Linked DNA regions of Sus scrofa: regions 1, 2 and 4 are each linked to region 3. Evidence: chromatin contacts called from public Hi-C and promoter capture Hi-C data. All regions are on one chromosome and are shown on one strand. The core of a region is the stretch at or near the end of the contact, and the rest is flanking DNA. Distances in the headings are between cores, read along the strand shown.

The links. Promoter capture Hi-C pulls out the DNA fragments that hold promoters and counts their contacts. Hi-C and Micro-C count contacts between places; a contact is called where the count stands out from the background.
Region 1: a promoter capture Hi-C map of liver shows a contact between it and region 3, with 9 times the contacts expected there. The contact joins the enhancer-like site here to the promoter of CBLC in region 3. A contact is called at or near these places in 4 of 5 promoter capture datasets (fetal skeletal muscle, liver and skeletal muscle), 32 of 47 Hi-C or Micro-C datasets (adipose tissue, alveolar macrophages, blood and 15 more) and 2 of 2 datasets of contacts at active chromatin or transcription factors (alveolar macrophages and skeletal muscle).
Region 2: a contact with region 3 is called in a Hi-C map of liver, with 5 times the contacts expected there. The contact joins the promoter of NECTIN2 here to the promoter of CBLC in region 3. A contact is called at or near these places in 1 of 5 promoter capture datasets (liver), 15 of 47 Hi-C or Micro-C datasets (embryonic fibroblasts, epiblast stem cells, fetal skeletal muscle and 6 more) and 1 of 2 datasets of contacts at active chromatin or transcription factors (skeletal muscle).
Region 4: a promoter capture Hi-C map of liver shows a contact between it and region 3, with 4 times the contacts expected there. The contact joins the promoter of CEACAM16 here to the promoter of CBLC in region 3. A contact is called at or near these places in 1 of 5 promoter capture datasets (liver), 13 of 47 Hi-C or Micro-C datasets (alveolar macrophages, blood, embryonic fibroblasts and 7 more) and 2 of 2 datasets of contacts at active chromatin or transcription factors (alveolar macrophages and skeletal muscle).

What each region holds. Positions count from the first base shown.
Region 1 is chr6:51,233,218-51,236,726 of Sscrofa11.1, reverse strand. No RefSeq gene overlaps it. Among named protein-coding and RNA genes, the nearest start is that of CEACAM16, 18 kb to the right of the region's middle. Within about 2 kb of position 2,191, at least 20 of the 83 cell types and tissues checked have an H3K27ac peak or open chromatin away from gene starts, as enhancers often do. A contact at or near this core is called in liver, skeletal muscle and subcutaneous adipose tissue, where this site is marked.
Region 2 is chr6:51,315,691-51,319,433 of Sscrofa11.1, reverse strand. It overlaps NECTIN2 (nectin cell adhesion molecule 2), which reads right to left and starts at 1,777. Exons shown (of 6, transcript NM_001097494.1): 1 at 1,687-1,777. The coding sequence starts at 1,777.
Region 3 is chr6:51,272,853-51,276,145 of Sscrofa11.1, reverse strand. It overlaps CBLC (E3 ubiquitin-protein ligase CBL-C), which reads right to left and starts at 1,429. Exons shown (of 12, transcript XM_005653285.3): 1 at 1-1,429.
Region 4 is chr6:51,214,995-51,218,386 of Sscrofa11.1, reverse strand. CEACAM16 (carcinoembryonic antigen-related cell adhesion molecule 16) reads right to left here and starts at 1,302. Exons shown (of 9, transcript XM_021097551.1): 1 at 1,231-1,302. The coding sequence starts at 1,302.

The DNA.
Region 1 (3,509 bases), core at 942-3,441, 40 kb after region 3:
TACGCCAGAGCCACAGCAACGGGAGATCTGAGCTGCATCTGCAGCCTACACCACAGCTCACAGCAATGCCAGATCCTTAACCCATGAGCAAGGCCAGGAATCAAACCCGTGTCCTCATGGATCCTAGTTGTGTTCATTAACTCCTGAGCCACAGTGGGAACTGCCTACATGAGAACTTCTGAGGGGACACACTCAACAGATATTGGTCGAATTCTTCCACTTACTTATCAAATAGGTATTGAGTACCAGGGGTTTGCCTGGCACTGCTCTTGGAAGTGGGGAATGCAGATAGTGATTGGGGCCTTGCGTCGCCCCTTATCATGAACTGAACGTCTGTATCCTCCCTCAAATGCACATGTAGAATCCCTAACCCCCCAATATGCCTACATTTGGAGATGGGGCCTATACAGAAGTAATTAAGGGTGGGGCCCTGAACTGATAGGATTAGTGTCCTTTTTTTTCTTTCCTATTTTTTTTTTTTTAGGGCCGCACCTGTGGCATATGTAAGTTCCCAGGCTAGGGGTCAAATCAGAGCTGCAACTGCTGGCTTGCACCATGGCCACGACAATGGCAATGCCAGATGCCAGAGGTGTCTGTGACCCACACCACAGCTCAGGGCAGTGCTGGATCCCCGACCCACTGAACGAGGCCAGGGATCGAACCTGCATCCTCATGGATGCTAGTCGGATTCGTTTCTGCTGTGCCACAATGGGAACTCCCTCGACAGCATGTTTTAATGTCTTGTAAGGCAAGTCTCCTTATCATTACTACTATTATTTATTGAGCACCTGCTATGGGCCAAGCACTGATTTAGGTGATAAACAAAAGAGATAAAATTCTTGCCTGGTGGACCTCACGGTCCGGTGGAAAGGAACGAGTAAAGAAAGAAATATATAATATTGGAGTTCCTGTGTGGCACAATGGGAGCTGCATCTCTGCAGTGCCAGGGTGCAGGTTCAATCCCCGGCCTGCCCCTGGCACAATGGGTTAAAGGATTCGGCATGGCTATAACTGTGGCCTAGGTTGCAACTCTGGCTTGGATTTGATCCCTGACCTGGGAACTCCTTATGCCATGAGGTGGCCAAAAGGGGAGAAAGAAAAAAAAAAAAAAAAAAAAAGAAAGAAGAAATGTATCAATTAAAGTGGATTGTGTGTCATAAATATTCTGATGAACAAAGCTAGACAACAGTGGGTGTTCAGGGAGGGGTTCTTCCTTCCGAGGAGATGACATCTGAGCCAAGACCTGAATGGAGTATCATGGTGAGAACACTCCTGGCTGAGAAAATCCCGTGCAAAGGCCCTGAGGCAGGAGTTGCACAGGTTGTTCAAACAACAGAAAGGCCAGAGTGGAGTGAGAAGGAAGGAGAGGAGGAGGGGATGGACTGTGATCCAAAGGGAAGATGATTCTAGAAAGGGGACCTTGCCTCTGGAGGGCTCTATTTCGTCTTCTCAGGAATGTGCACCTGACACCTGCTTCTGAAGGTCACTGTGGGAACCCAGGGAGCTTCTGCCTGTGGTTAGCAGCACAGGTGAGGCTCTTTGGTTGCCCTGGTCCTGGGCAACCTTGAGGAGCTGGCACGACCTCTCTGGACTCTGGACTCTGTGTCAGGTTGGGCTGGAGCTGGCAGCCTCCTTGCTTGGTTTTGGTTCCCAAAGTCTGGCCTTGGCACTTTGGTGCCAGACACCCCCTCTTCCCTCCTCCTCCTCTTTCTTCTCTCCATCCCCGCTCGCCCCTCCCTATTCTGTCTTCCTCCTTCCTTCCTCCCTCCGCTTTCTCCCCCCTCCTCCCTCTGTCTCACCCTCCTCCCCTCTCTCCATCCTGAATCAACATTCCAGCCCAGGGGAGAAAAACAGGGCAGGCTTCCTTCCTCTCCCTGGCAGGGCTCCAGAGACTGATGGGGCCATTGTGTGCTTTGGCCTCAAGGTCATTCCCGCCCCTACCCCTTGTCCCCCCCTAGTGCGGAAAGTTGGCTTGAGAAAAGGCATCTTGGGTGAGGGCGTAGGGCTGGGGGGAGAGAGGCAGAGACGGTGCCAGAGGGCCAGCTTGGCTCCCATCCAGGGCGAGTGGGATCTGAGGGCCCAAGAGGACCCTAAGCACTCTCCGGGCTTTGTGGGGGGAGGTGGGGAGCCACTCTCATCCACCTGGGACAGAAGAGGGCGTCAGTCTGAGCCTTCACGCTGAAAACCTGCTGTGTGATCCCGGGCCAATTCCCGGCCCTGCCCCTTCCTGGCTGAGTGACTTTGGGCAAGTTGCCTCCTACTCTTTGTGCCTTATTTTCCTTTTTTATGTCAAACGGTCCCTGCACCTGGGTCCCCCAACTTCTCAGCTGACAACAATTACCCAGGCTATTTATTCTGAAAATCTAGTTTCCAGGTCACTACCCTGGAGACAGTTTTCCTGGGCCCAGGTAGGGAACGGGGAGATGTTTTCTTTTTTGTTTGTTGTTTGTTTTCAGGGGCGAACCATGGCATAGGGAGGTTCCCAGGCTAGGGGTCGAATCAGAGCTATGCTGGCCTACACCACAGCCACAGCAACGCTGGATCCTTAACCCACTGAACGAGGCCAGGGATTGAACCCGCAACCTCATGGATACTAGTTGGGTTCTTCACCCACTGAGTCACAATGGGAACTCCCTGGGAGATGGGAAGTATTTCAAATTAACAGCTGGGAGATTGGGGCCCCATTTCAAAGGGAGGCTGCAAGGGGCAAGTCAGGGAACCTGTGCTGAGAGCATGTTCCCTGGCACCTGGGATAATCAGCATTGGCATTCTTTTTTTAAATTAAATTAAATATTAGTTTATTTTTATTACTCAATGAATTTTCTTACATGTATAGTTGTACAACAATCATCACAACCCAATTTTATAGCATTTCCATCCCAAACCCCCCATGCATCCCCCACCCCCCAACCTGTCTCCTTTGGAAACCATATGTTTTTCAAAGTTTTGAGTCGGTATCTGTTCTGTAAAGAAGTTCATTGTGTCCTTTTTTAAGATTCCATATGTAAGTGACAGCATTTGATCTTGGTGTCTCACTGTCTGACTGACTTCACTTAGCCTGGAAATTTCTAGGCCCATCCATGTTGCTGCAAATGCCATTATTTCATTCCTTTGTATGGCTGAGTCATATTCCGTTGTGTGTATGTACCACATCTTCTTGATCCACTCCTCCATCAGTGGGCATTTAGGTTGTTTCCATGTCTTGGCTATTGTGTATAGTGATGCAGTGAACATTGGGATGCATGTATCTTTGCGAGTCATGGTTTTCTCTGGGTAGATGCCCAGGAGTGGGATTGTTGGATCAAATGGCAGTTCTATTTTTAGTTTTCTGGGGAATCTCCATACTGTTTTCCACAGTGGTTGCACCAATTTACATTCTTACCAACAGTGTAAGAGGGTTCCTTCTCTCCACACCTTCGCCAGCAATTAGTGTGTGTAGACTTTGATGGTGGCCATTCTGGCCCGTGAAAGGTGCTACCTCATAGTGGTTTTGATTTGCATTTCTCTAA
Region 2 (3,743 bases), core at 528-3,027, 43 kb before region 3:
CCTCCCAATGGCCTTGCAGGAAAGAACTATGATATCTGCTGTGCTAAGGAGGAAATGGAGGCTCAGGGCCGCTTGCTGAAGCCCTCGGGAGGAGGGGGGCGGGGGGAGTGGTGCTGTTCTCAAAGTCTCTTCTGTGTCTCTGCCATCTGAAGGCTGGGTCCTCCTGGGTCTGGAGGATCCTGGGAAAGGCTCTCAAGTCTGCAGGTGGCTGTGGATCCTGGGAAAGCGGTTTGCCCTTTCTAAGACTCTGTTCCCTCCTCTGCAAAATGGGAACAGGAACTGAACCTGTCTCCTGGGGGTGATCCGGCGCCTTCCACAAGACCACGCACCGAGTCCCCACCGGGTGCAAGGGGGGAGGGGTGGATTCTGAGCATTCTCCTAGAGGTGGCGGGGTCTGACTTTATCTCCCTATCTCCCACACAAGAGGGAGAGGCAGGTGATGGAAGCGGCAGTCCCTGACTCCAGGTGGAATCTGGGAGACAGTTCAGAGACCTGCTGGGAAAAAAGACCAGAGGCAAGACCAGAACTTCCCCAAGTTGCCTCCGCACTTTCTGGTAAACCTTTGGGAAACTCCAGTACACTAAGTTTCTAGCTGGGAATAAACAGCCCAGTCACCTGCAAGGGGCGGGGCCGGAGCCTCCTTCACCTGTTTCCTCCCAGCCCCTCCCTCTCCTAGGTCTGCGCCCCTCCCCTCTGGGAGGTGGAGGGAACAGGAGGGGGCTAGAGCGGAGGGAGAGAGAGGGGGGATTAGGGCGGCGTCTCCTCCCGTCCACCCCCCGCAGCGGCTCCGAGGACAAAGGCACGACTACAGGAAAGATAAGGTCCCGAAACCGGGAGTCTGGAACCGGGAGCCAGGAGAGCCCCCGCCCGGCCCGGCCCGGCCCCGCCCGGCCCGGCCCGGCTCGCCCAAAGTGAAACCCGGAAAACTTCCCTAGGGGCCTCCCCGCCGACGGCTCACAAGGAACGGGAAGGGTCCCGGCCGGCGGGACTCGGCCTCCTTAGTCTACCTGAAACACAGCCCACCGAGCCTCCAGTTTCCAGGCAGGGCCTCAGGCCCTGCATTTTATCTAGTACCCGAGTCGGGATTCCTGCCCACATGTGTATCTGCATCTCACGAGACATTCCAATGCCCCACAATTAAATCTGGAGCCCAGGAGACAGGGCGTTTGCCCTCCCCTTCTCCCAATTCTGTCTGGCACCGAGCAGACAGAGCCCTCGGCTCACCACACGGAACTCCTAAGTTTGAGCCCTTCCTGCCCTCAACTCTACCAGGACCCCGGCGTCCGTAGCCCCTAGCCTTCACACTACCTGGCACCCAAGAGACAGAGCTCTCACCCTCTAATTTTTCTGAGGCCCAGGAGTCAGCCCCAGTCCCTGGTTTTCTGGGGCCCGGGAGTCAGAGCCTCGGGAATCCTGAGGCCCGGGATTGGAGCCCTCAGGCCCTTCCCCAGGTCGCCCGAATTGTCATTCTTGGCCCTCCAAGAGGCCCAAAGTGCTAGTTCCCCGCCCCTCTCGAGGACCTCGGCATCTGGCTCCCTGCCCTCAATTCTCCCCAGGCCTCAGACTCCCAACTCCAGGAGAAGGAAAGATTGGGGGGGGGGGTCTCGATTCATCATCTCGACCCTCTGCTGGGGTGGGGAAGGGGAGGGGTTCGCGCGCGCCAGGGAGGCGTCTGCGGTTTCTCACGGGTTTCCCGGAGCAGTAGTAGCAGCAACGGCAGTAGCGGCAGCGTCGGCGGCGACAATCTTGACGGCGGGAGGGCTGCGGCCCGGGCCATGGGGGGCCCGGGGAGGGGGACCGGGACCGGGCGGGGGCCTGAGGGCCACTCTGCGAGCGCCAATCGGTTGAGAGGACGACCAGGTGCCTGGGTGGCTCTGGCTCCCGGCCGGTTCCTGCCGCGCTCTCTTCTCCCGGCTTGGCTCTCGCTGCCTGGCTCTTCCAGCTCGTTGCCCCCCGGTTCCTAGCTTCTTTCTGGCTTCGGACTCGCTGACGTCACAGGATCCACCCCTTTCCTCCCCCCAAGAGCCGACCCGATCCCAGGCTCCGGCCACGCCCCCTCATGCTGTTCTGACCCGCCCCCTCCTGGGAGGCCCTGTCCGCGCCTCCCCAGGATTCAACGCCCGCCCCGCCCCCAGCATTCCTCTCCCTCCCCTTCCTGCTCCTCCCCAGGATTCCAAGTTCGCCCTTCCCAGGGTTCTTTGATCACAGCCTCCTTGCCCCAGAATTCTATCTTTGCCCTCTCCCAGCGTTCAAGCTCCGCCCCCTAGCGTTATTGCCACGCCCCTTTACTCAAGGTTGCCCTCGTGCCCCGCCCCCTGTCTAAGGGGCGCTGTAGTCACGCACGCGTCGGAGCTTTCGGCTGTCTCCGCCCCCGTGAGGCTCCGCCTTTCGCGGTGCACCCCGCCCACCCGTTCTCCGCCCCTTCTCGGGAGCTCAGTCCTGGCCTCGGCCCCGCCCCAAAGACTAACCCGTCCCCTTCAGTTTTAGTCCCTGCCTTCTCGTCACACCTGCGTGAGGAGCGTGGGTTCTCATAGGCCCGCCCCCCTGGAACCCCGCCCCCACGCAGAGTCCCCACCCCCTTCCCTGCCTCTCGAATTCCCTAGTTCTCACCCCGTGCCTACTGTCGTTCGTATCTGTGCGCATCTCAGCCTGTCCTCGTCGCTTTCTAATCTCTGCTTGGGACTCTAGGAGTCGCTGCATCGTTTCTTTTTAAATTTCTCTTTTAGTGTCTCTTTGTGTCTATTTTTTGCCTTTCTTTTTCCGTCCCTGTTTCTCTATCTCTGGGTTTTTCAGTCTTCACGTTTCGCTGTCACTTTGTGTAGCTGGTCTCTTTCTTTCTGGTGTCTTTCTATTGCTGTTTCTGTGTCACTTGATCCTTGTCTCTTTTCCATCCCTTTGTCTCTGTCTGCGTCTCTGGGTCTCTGTCTTCCTCTATGTGTTCCTATCTGTGTCTCTCTGCCTCTTTCTGTGTCTGTCTCTGTCCTTATGTCTCAATGGGTGTTTCGGTGTCTCTTTCCGTGTCTCTTGTTTCTCTCTGCGTCTCTCTTAACCTCCCTTCCCTCTCCGCATCCCCCAGTCCTCTCGGGTGTCTGGTCCTCACCAGTTCCTTTCCGCGGCCGCCCGCCAGGGGGCAGCACAGACCAGCCCCCCGCATTCCGCTGGCCCTGCCGCCCGGCTAGGGCCTCCAGACACCGTTGGTCCCTCCCCGCGTCCTTGTCCCACTTCTCTTATCTTTCCAGCCTCCTTGCGTCTTTGTTGTCTCTCGCTCTGACTCGGCCCCTTTGTCTCTCCTCAGAGGCTCCCGCTTCTCCCCACCCCCACCTACCTCTTCACATTCTTTGGGCTGCGGAGGTGGCGGGGAGCTGGTGAGGCCACCCAGCGTGTAGGGGTGAGGGGGGGAAGCAGGAGGCCAGAGGGAGGGGATGCCACTGAGCTCCTGAAATCCTTCGGTTCCTGTTCATCTGAATGAAAACTGATCAGCTGGGGGCAGATGCCTGGGAACTTCTTGCTTTACCAAAAGGAACGTCCCCCTCCGAACTTGCCATCCTTTCCACCTGCTGCACACCTGAGCTTTCTTCCCCAGATGGGCAAGATCTTAAGTCGTGGAGACTGTTTCTGATGGGCATTCACATCTTGGTAATAATACTTTTTTTTCTTTTTCCTTTTTGTCTTTTTAAGGCCGCACCCGCAACACATGGAGATTCCCAGGCTAGGGGTCCAATCGGAGCTGTAGTCGCTGGCCT
Region 3 (3,293 bases), core at 180-2,679:
CTGGGGTTGGGACGTAACTTTCCTGGGCTGCGGTGAAATGTGTGGCTCATCGGTCGTCGCTCGGGATTAAAGGTCAGAGAGCTGAACTTTCTAGGGTTAAATGTTAGAGAGATAGTACGGTCCCTTTGTCTCCAAGAAGGAACGCAGTGTGCCCAGACCCCTGAGTCCTCTAAGAGCTGGAGTGGGGGAGAAGGGTGTCTGAGAGAGCCGGGACCTAATTCCTGGGTCCCGGTGACAGGCGCCTGCAAGAAATCAAGCTGGAGATGAGACACCCAGATTTACAAAGAGGGTGGGGGCTTCTGGGTCTTTAGGGGACGAAGCGGGAAGATAGGGTTCCTGAAGGGAAGGGCAGGGCTGGTCTGCGAAGGGCTGGAGGGGCGTGGTTCCGACCCCCGCCAACGACCCGGCGTCCTGTAGCCTCGGCTGAGACTCTGCAGTCCTCTGGGAGGCCACCAGGGGGCGTTGTGGGCCGGATCATCCCTCCTCTCCCACGGGATCCAGGCCACGACCCTGGGCGTCCTGGCTACGCTCTGGCCGGGAGACCTGGACGAGGACAGATTACAAATATCCGCATACCTACAGAATTTCTAATCAGAGTGTTATAGTAACAGCTAACGGTTATTGAACAATTACTCTGTGTCGGGCCGTGGGTTTCAGGCTTTACATTTTCTCACTGAATTCTCAAAAACTCTTTGAGGAAGGAGGGGGATGAGAACTGAGGGGTTTCTGCTGTGGCACAGACCAGATCGATGGTGTCTCTGGAGTACTGGCACGCAGGTTCCATCCTGGCGTGGCACAGTGCGTTAAGGATCTGGTGTTGCCAAAGGTGCAGCATAGGTTGCAACTGCAGCTCTGATCTGATCCCTGGCCTGGGAGCTCCATATGCCGCAGGGCGGCCAAAACAAGAAAAAAGAAAAAAGAAAAAGAAAAAAAAAGAGCTGAGGCTGAGGCTCATGGCACCCTCCTCTTAGAACTCCTTATCTCTTAGAACTTGAGAATCCTTAACTTGTGAAATTTTGGAATCTTCAAATTTGCATTTCAGACTAAGCAGAGACAGGGTCTTTGCATCTTTGCAGTCAGGATGGAGGATTCTGTCTCCCAGCTTCTTGCCTTCCTGCCCTCTCCGAGCCTCAGTTACCACCTCTGTGAAATAGGTTGAAACCCCATTGGCCTGTGGATGAATTAAGTTGGAGAGTAATTTGACAGCAGCCATCCAAGCCTTGGCAGGGCAAGTCCGTTGCCAGCTCCATCTTTCAGCACCGTGGCTCATAAACACCTTTGCTCACATTGGGGTGTGAAACACCTGAAACAGATTGCTACACAGGGTCGGCCTCCCCCTGCCTGTGTGCATGCACTCTGATATCTTCTTTTCTATTTAACTTCATTTCATTAATGGGAAAATTGTGTTTGCAACCCACTAAATTGATTTCACAACCCACTAATGGATCTTGTTGGGCAGTTTGAAAAATACTGCGCTGAGAGACTCCAAGAGATATATTCGGGGATGTTAATTGCCGTCCTGTCCGAAATGGAGAAAAAACTGGGAAGAAGGCAAGTGTCCATCATCAGAGAAAGAATGAACACAGTGTGGTATCCTTTACCCAGAGGACTCCTGCACGGCCGTTCAAAGGGATGACCTGGATGGAAGCTGTGGCATAGGTGGCAGATTTGGCTCGGATCTAGCGTGGCTGTGGCTGCGGTGTAGGCTGGCAGCTGCAACTCCAATTGGACCCCTAGCCTGGAAACTTCCATATGCTGCATGTGCGGACCTAAAACACAAAACAAAACATAATGATGAGCATCCTGCGTTGAAGAGTGCCCCCCCTGCATTTCCTGTGAATGTGACCTTGTTTAGAAATAGAGTTTTTGCAGGTGTAACCAAGTTAAGATGAGGTCATAGCAAATTAGGATGGGCCCCAAATTCAATATCACTGGAAATTTGGAGACAGACACAGATACACCCACAGGGAGACAGCCATGCGATGATGGAGGCTGAGACTGGAGTGTCGCGTCTATAGGGCAAGGAAGGCCAAGGATGGCTGACAAGTTCCAGAAGTAGGAAGGGCAAGAGGGATTCTCCCCTAGAGCTTTCAGAGAGAGCATAGCCCTGCTAATAAGTTGAATTCGGGCTCCTCCTCCCCAGAGTTGTGAGGGAATAAATTTACTGTCTGAAGCCACTCGGTGTGGGTGCCAGAGTCCAGTTCCAGCGGCCAGGGGGCCAGGGATGCGCACCCTGTCGGGGATGGACGGTGTCGGCGAATGCACACGGAGACAGCCTCTTTGTCTCTTTTTCAGAGTGCTGGACTGCTTGATTTTATTGGTATAGATGATTGTTTACATAGACAGTTTTTAATTGCAGATTACGTCACCATGTTAAAAGTACACCACCTAAAGGTTAAGTTCTAAAGGTTAACTTTGAGATTATGTTTCCTGGTCACACGGTGCAGTAGTTATGATTACGTTCTAAGATCTTTAATTAAAACTAAGATCGATAAGCCCAAAACATCATGAGTACAAAACATCATGTGAAAATAAGAAGATTCAGGACAAAGCATCTTGTGGTTAGCTAATCTTTAACAGTTAAAAAAGGCTACAGACATAAGGATTTACAAATCGTGTTTTTAGATTAGTGCTTATCTTCAAGGCGTCGTGGTGGGAAGACAGTATGAGAAACTATAAATCAACTTTAATTAGCTAAAACTTAAAAGTCTCTTAGAGAATCAAAGGCAACTGATTATGTCTTTTTAATCATGAATAATATATGTCTAACCTCTATGAACCTTATTAAAATCCTAACTCTAAAGCTTACTGTATAACTAGTTAGTAGATAAACACTGTGTTTTTAATTAGATTAGATTTGAATAGGGGAAAGTCCTTCAGGATGAAATTCTTATTATATTATTTCTGTAATTTTGTTAAATCACACATCACCACAGGAAAATAAGAATGGAAAATAAGAATAATAAGCAAATAACAGGAAAAACTGAATAACAAGTAAAACAGCAGGAAAGACTAGGTCACCCAAGAAACAATCCATGTTCTCCGGCGCAAACATGGAAACTGTTTTCCCGGGAAAGCCCCAATTCTTCCCCATCAACGTCAACATGAGAGCTGTGTAATCTGAGGCCTGCCCTCGGAATTGCACCGCACAGGCAGGCCTCAGCCTGCCCTCGGTTTTTCACCATTCAGGCAGGCTTTTATCCTGACCAGAAGCCCACCTTCGGCTTGCACTGTCCAGGTGAGCTCCCTTCCTTGGTTAGGAACCTGCCTTCGGGTTTTTCTGCCGTCAGGCA
Region 4 (3,392 bases), core at 53-2,552, 58 kb after region 3:
CTGCCTCCAAGGGAAGAGCATTCCTGACAAATGTGTTGTTATCGCTCTCTTGATGGCTTCAGCGTCCTGGTGCCTCCGAGGCCCCACCATCCTGCTTCTGGGCAGGGGCTGTACCTGTGGTTCCTCTGTCCTGGTTTGCCCCTGGGGCGCCGCCAGGCACCACGTCCTGAGCTGCCCTGGTGGGGCGGGGCTGTGACTTGGGCGAGAGGGGTGGGTGCGGCCAGGTGAGTTGTGGGTGACCTGGCGCTTTCTGCTTCCCCCACCTCTCCTGTGACCTCACCTCACCCTTCTCTGTCCCGGCCCAGCCCTCTCCCCTGAGCCCCGGGCCCTCGTCCCCGTGGCATCCAGGATGCCTACCCTCAGATGGCCCTGGCATGTCTGTCGCTCACCCCGTCCCAAACTGACCTGGGCATCTTCCCCCAGACCTGCTCCCCCGCCCCTTCCCCATCATCCTCTTATCAGGGATGGCGCCACCATCCATCTGTCACTGGGACAGAGAGACGGGGCCTTGTTCCTGACGGCCAATCTCCCCTCCCCCTGCATTCCACACTCCTTCATCCCTGCCTCTTAAATATCTCTTCCGTGTGCACTTTTGTCTCGCTCCCTGTGGCCCCTGCCCTGGTCCAGGCACCCCCCCACCCCCCCCCATCCCTTGTCTGGTTTTCCCTCCCCAATCCCCTCCTGGCCTCTAGCCCTGGTTTGGCCCCATCTTGGTGCTTAGAACCTGCTATGGCTGCCCAGCGCCCTGGGGAGAAAGCCCAGCTCCTCACTGCAGCCCACCAGGCCCTGCATGGCCTGGCCCTGCCCACCTGACCGGTCTCATAGAGCACCCTTTCCTTCTGGAAACTCTCTGCTCCAGTTTTGCTGCCTCATCTTGCTCTCTCCTCCTAGCACATCCCTGCTTCCTCTCCTCTGTTTCATTGCTTAGCCAATAACTCCTCCTCCAGGAAGCCGTCCTGGACTTTGGTGTGCCCTGAATCCCCAGTCCCAGCCCTGACCACCCTGGGTCCTCACTCTCCGAGGGGGAGGGGACCCTGTTTCTTCAAATGGACCATGAGTCATGGGAGGGCGGGACCAGGGCTGTCATGGTCACCACCATGTCCCCAGCACTGCCCAGCACAGGATCGGGTACAAAGCAGAGGCTCAGAGAGTGTTTGTGGAACCGGACACCGGGTGTGGATGACACAGAGACAGGAATCTCCAGGGAGGCCAGGGTTTCAGGTGACTTGCCTTCTGGCTGAGGAGAAAGAGGAGGCTCCGAGTCTTGGAGGCAGGTCCCGGCTTTTGTCCCACCTCCGCCATGGCTCCCTACCACCCGCAGCATCACACCCACCTTTCTCTGCTGTCTTTGCCCTTCCCTATCTGCTCCCAGCCCCTACCTTCCCAGCCCCTGTGCTGGTGCTTCCCCAGACATGAGCCTGAATTTTTTTTGTCTTTTTGCCTTTGCTGGAGCCACTCCCGTGGCATATGGAGCTTCCCAGGCTAGGGGTCTAATCAGAGCTATAGCTGCTGGCCTACGCCAGAGCCACAGAAACGCGGGATCCGAGCCGCATCTGTGACCTACACCACAGCTCACAGCAACACCGGATCCTTAACCCACTGAGCAAGGCCAGGGATAGAACCTGCAACCTCATGGTTCCTGGTCGGATTCGTTAACCACTAAGCCACGACGGGAGCTCCATGAGCCTGAATTTTTGACCCAGTTGAGGGCTGCAGTTTCCTTTGCATCTACTATGTGCTAGGCGCAGAGCCAGGCAGAAAGTAAACCTGATGACCCTGGGCAGGGGCCTTTGCCTGTCTAGGAAGTGGGTGGTGGCCGCTCAGGACACTAACCTCCCTGGGATTCCTCCAAGGGAGAGGGACAGCAGGTGCACGGAGGGCTCGGTGCTAAGCACAGGGTATGTGGGCGCCATTGTTCACCTTTCGCCAACCTTCTAGTGAGCATCTACCACGTGCCAGGCACTGTTCTAGGTGCTGGGTTACAGGCACACATTGGACGGACCGAAATCCTTGCCTCACAGAGCTGACCTTTTTTGGGGGGAGATAGTTGACAAACATGAACAGGTATAAGATATCAGGTGGAGATAATGCTAGAGAAAGAAAGAAAGGAGGGGAGGGGATGGACGTATGTGGGGCACTGGTTTCTGTAGGGCAGAGAGAAGGTGTTTTAGGAGGTGACAATGAAGTAGAGACTCAGTGAGGGAGCTGTGCTGAATCTGGGGGAAAAGCATTCCAGGCAGAGGGAACAGCATGGGCAAAGGCCCTGAGGCAGGAGTGTTTTGGGGAGTGTGGAGTGTGGCTGGAGCAGAGCGTGCAAGGGCAGAGAGGGAAAAGGGGTGGATCCTGCAGGCCTGTGGGCCACAGGGGGACTTTGGCTTTTATTCTGAGATGGGAGCCCTGGGAGCGTTGTGAGCAGAGGAGGGATGGGAGCTGACTTAGGTGGTACTAAGATCTGCTGGCTGTGTGTGGGGAACAGACTCGGGGAGGTGAGGGCAGGTGCTGGGAGGCAGTGAGGTGACTGCAGCAGTGTAATGTGATAGCCGCTTCCATTAGCTTGTTGGCCTTCAGATGAGCTGTCAGTGAAAAGTACACACCAAAGTGGTGATCATTTTGTGATGTGCAGAAGTGCTGAATCACTGGGCTGTGCACCTGGAACTAACAATGTTGCAGGTCCAGCCCCTCCAACCAAAAGAAGAGAAAGGACATGTCATCCGAGTACCCTAAGCAGTTCTGCAGTGAACACTCTTTTACATTGTTGTATTGATGCAAACATGAATTACTGATTACTTAAATGTATGATAAAATTTGGGGGAGAGGATGAGGAAGGAGAGGTGGAGGTATTAAATCTTCATCTTTTATAACACCTATAAATTTATTTTTATTTATTCATTTATTTAGCTGTGCCTGTGGCATGTGGAAGTTCCTGGGCCAGGGACGGAACTCGTGCCACAGCAGTGACCATGCTGGATCCTAACCCACTGAGCCTCCAGGGAACTCCTATATATATATATATATATATATCTTTTTTTTTTTTTTTTTTGGTCTTTTTGCCTTTTCTGGGGCTGCTCCCGCGGCATATGGAGGTTCCCAGGCTAGGGGTCTAATCGGACTGTAGCCACTGGCCTACACCACAGCCACGGCAACGCCGGATCCTTAACCCACTGAGCAAGGCCAGGGATCAAACCTGCAACCTCATGGTTCCTCATCGGATTCGTTAACTACTGCATCACAACGGAACTCCTCCTATACATTTAAAAATCATTTTTTCCTTGTCTTTCTATTGTATCTATAGGAGATGATAGATTCAACTATCCCGCTGTGATACTCATTTCACAATGCATGTACATTAAACCATCATACTGTACACCTTAAACTTACGACAGTGATGTATG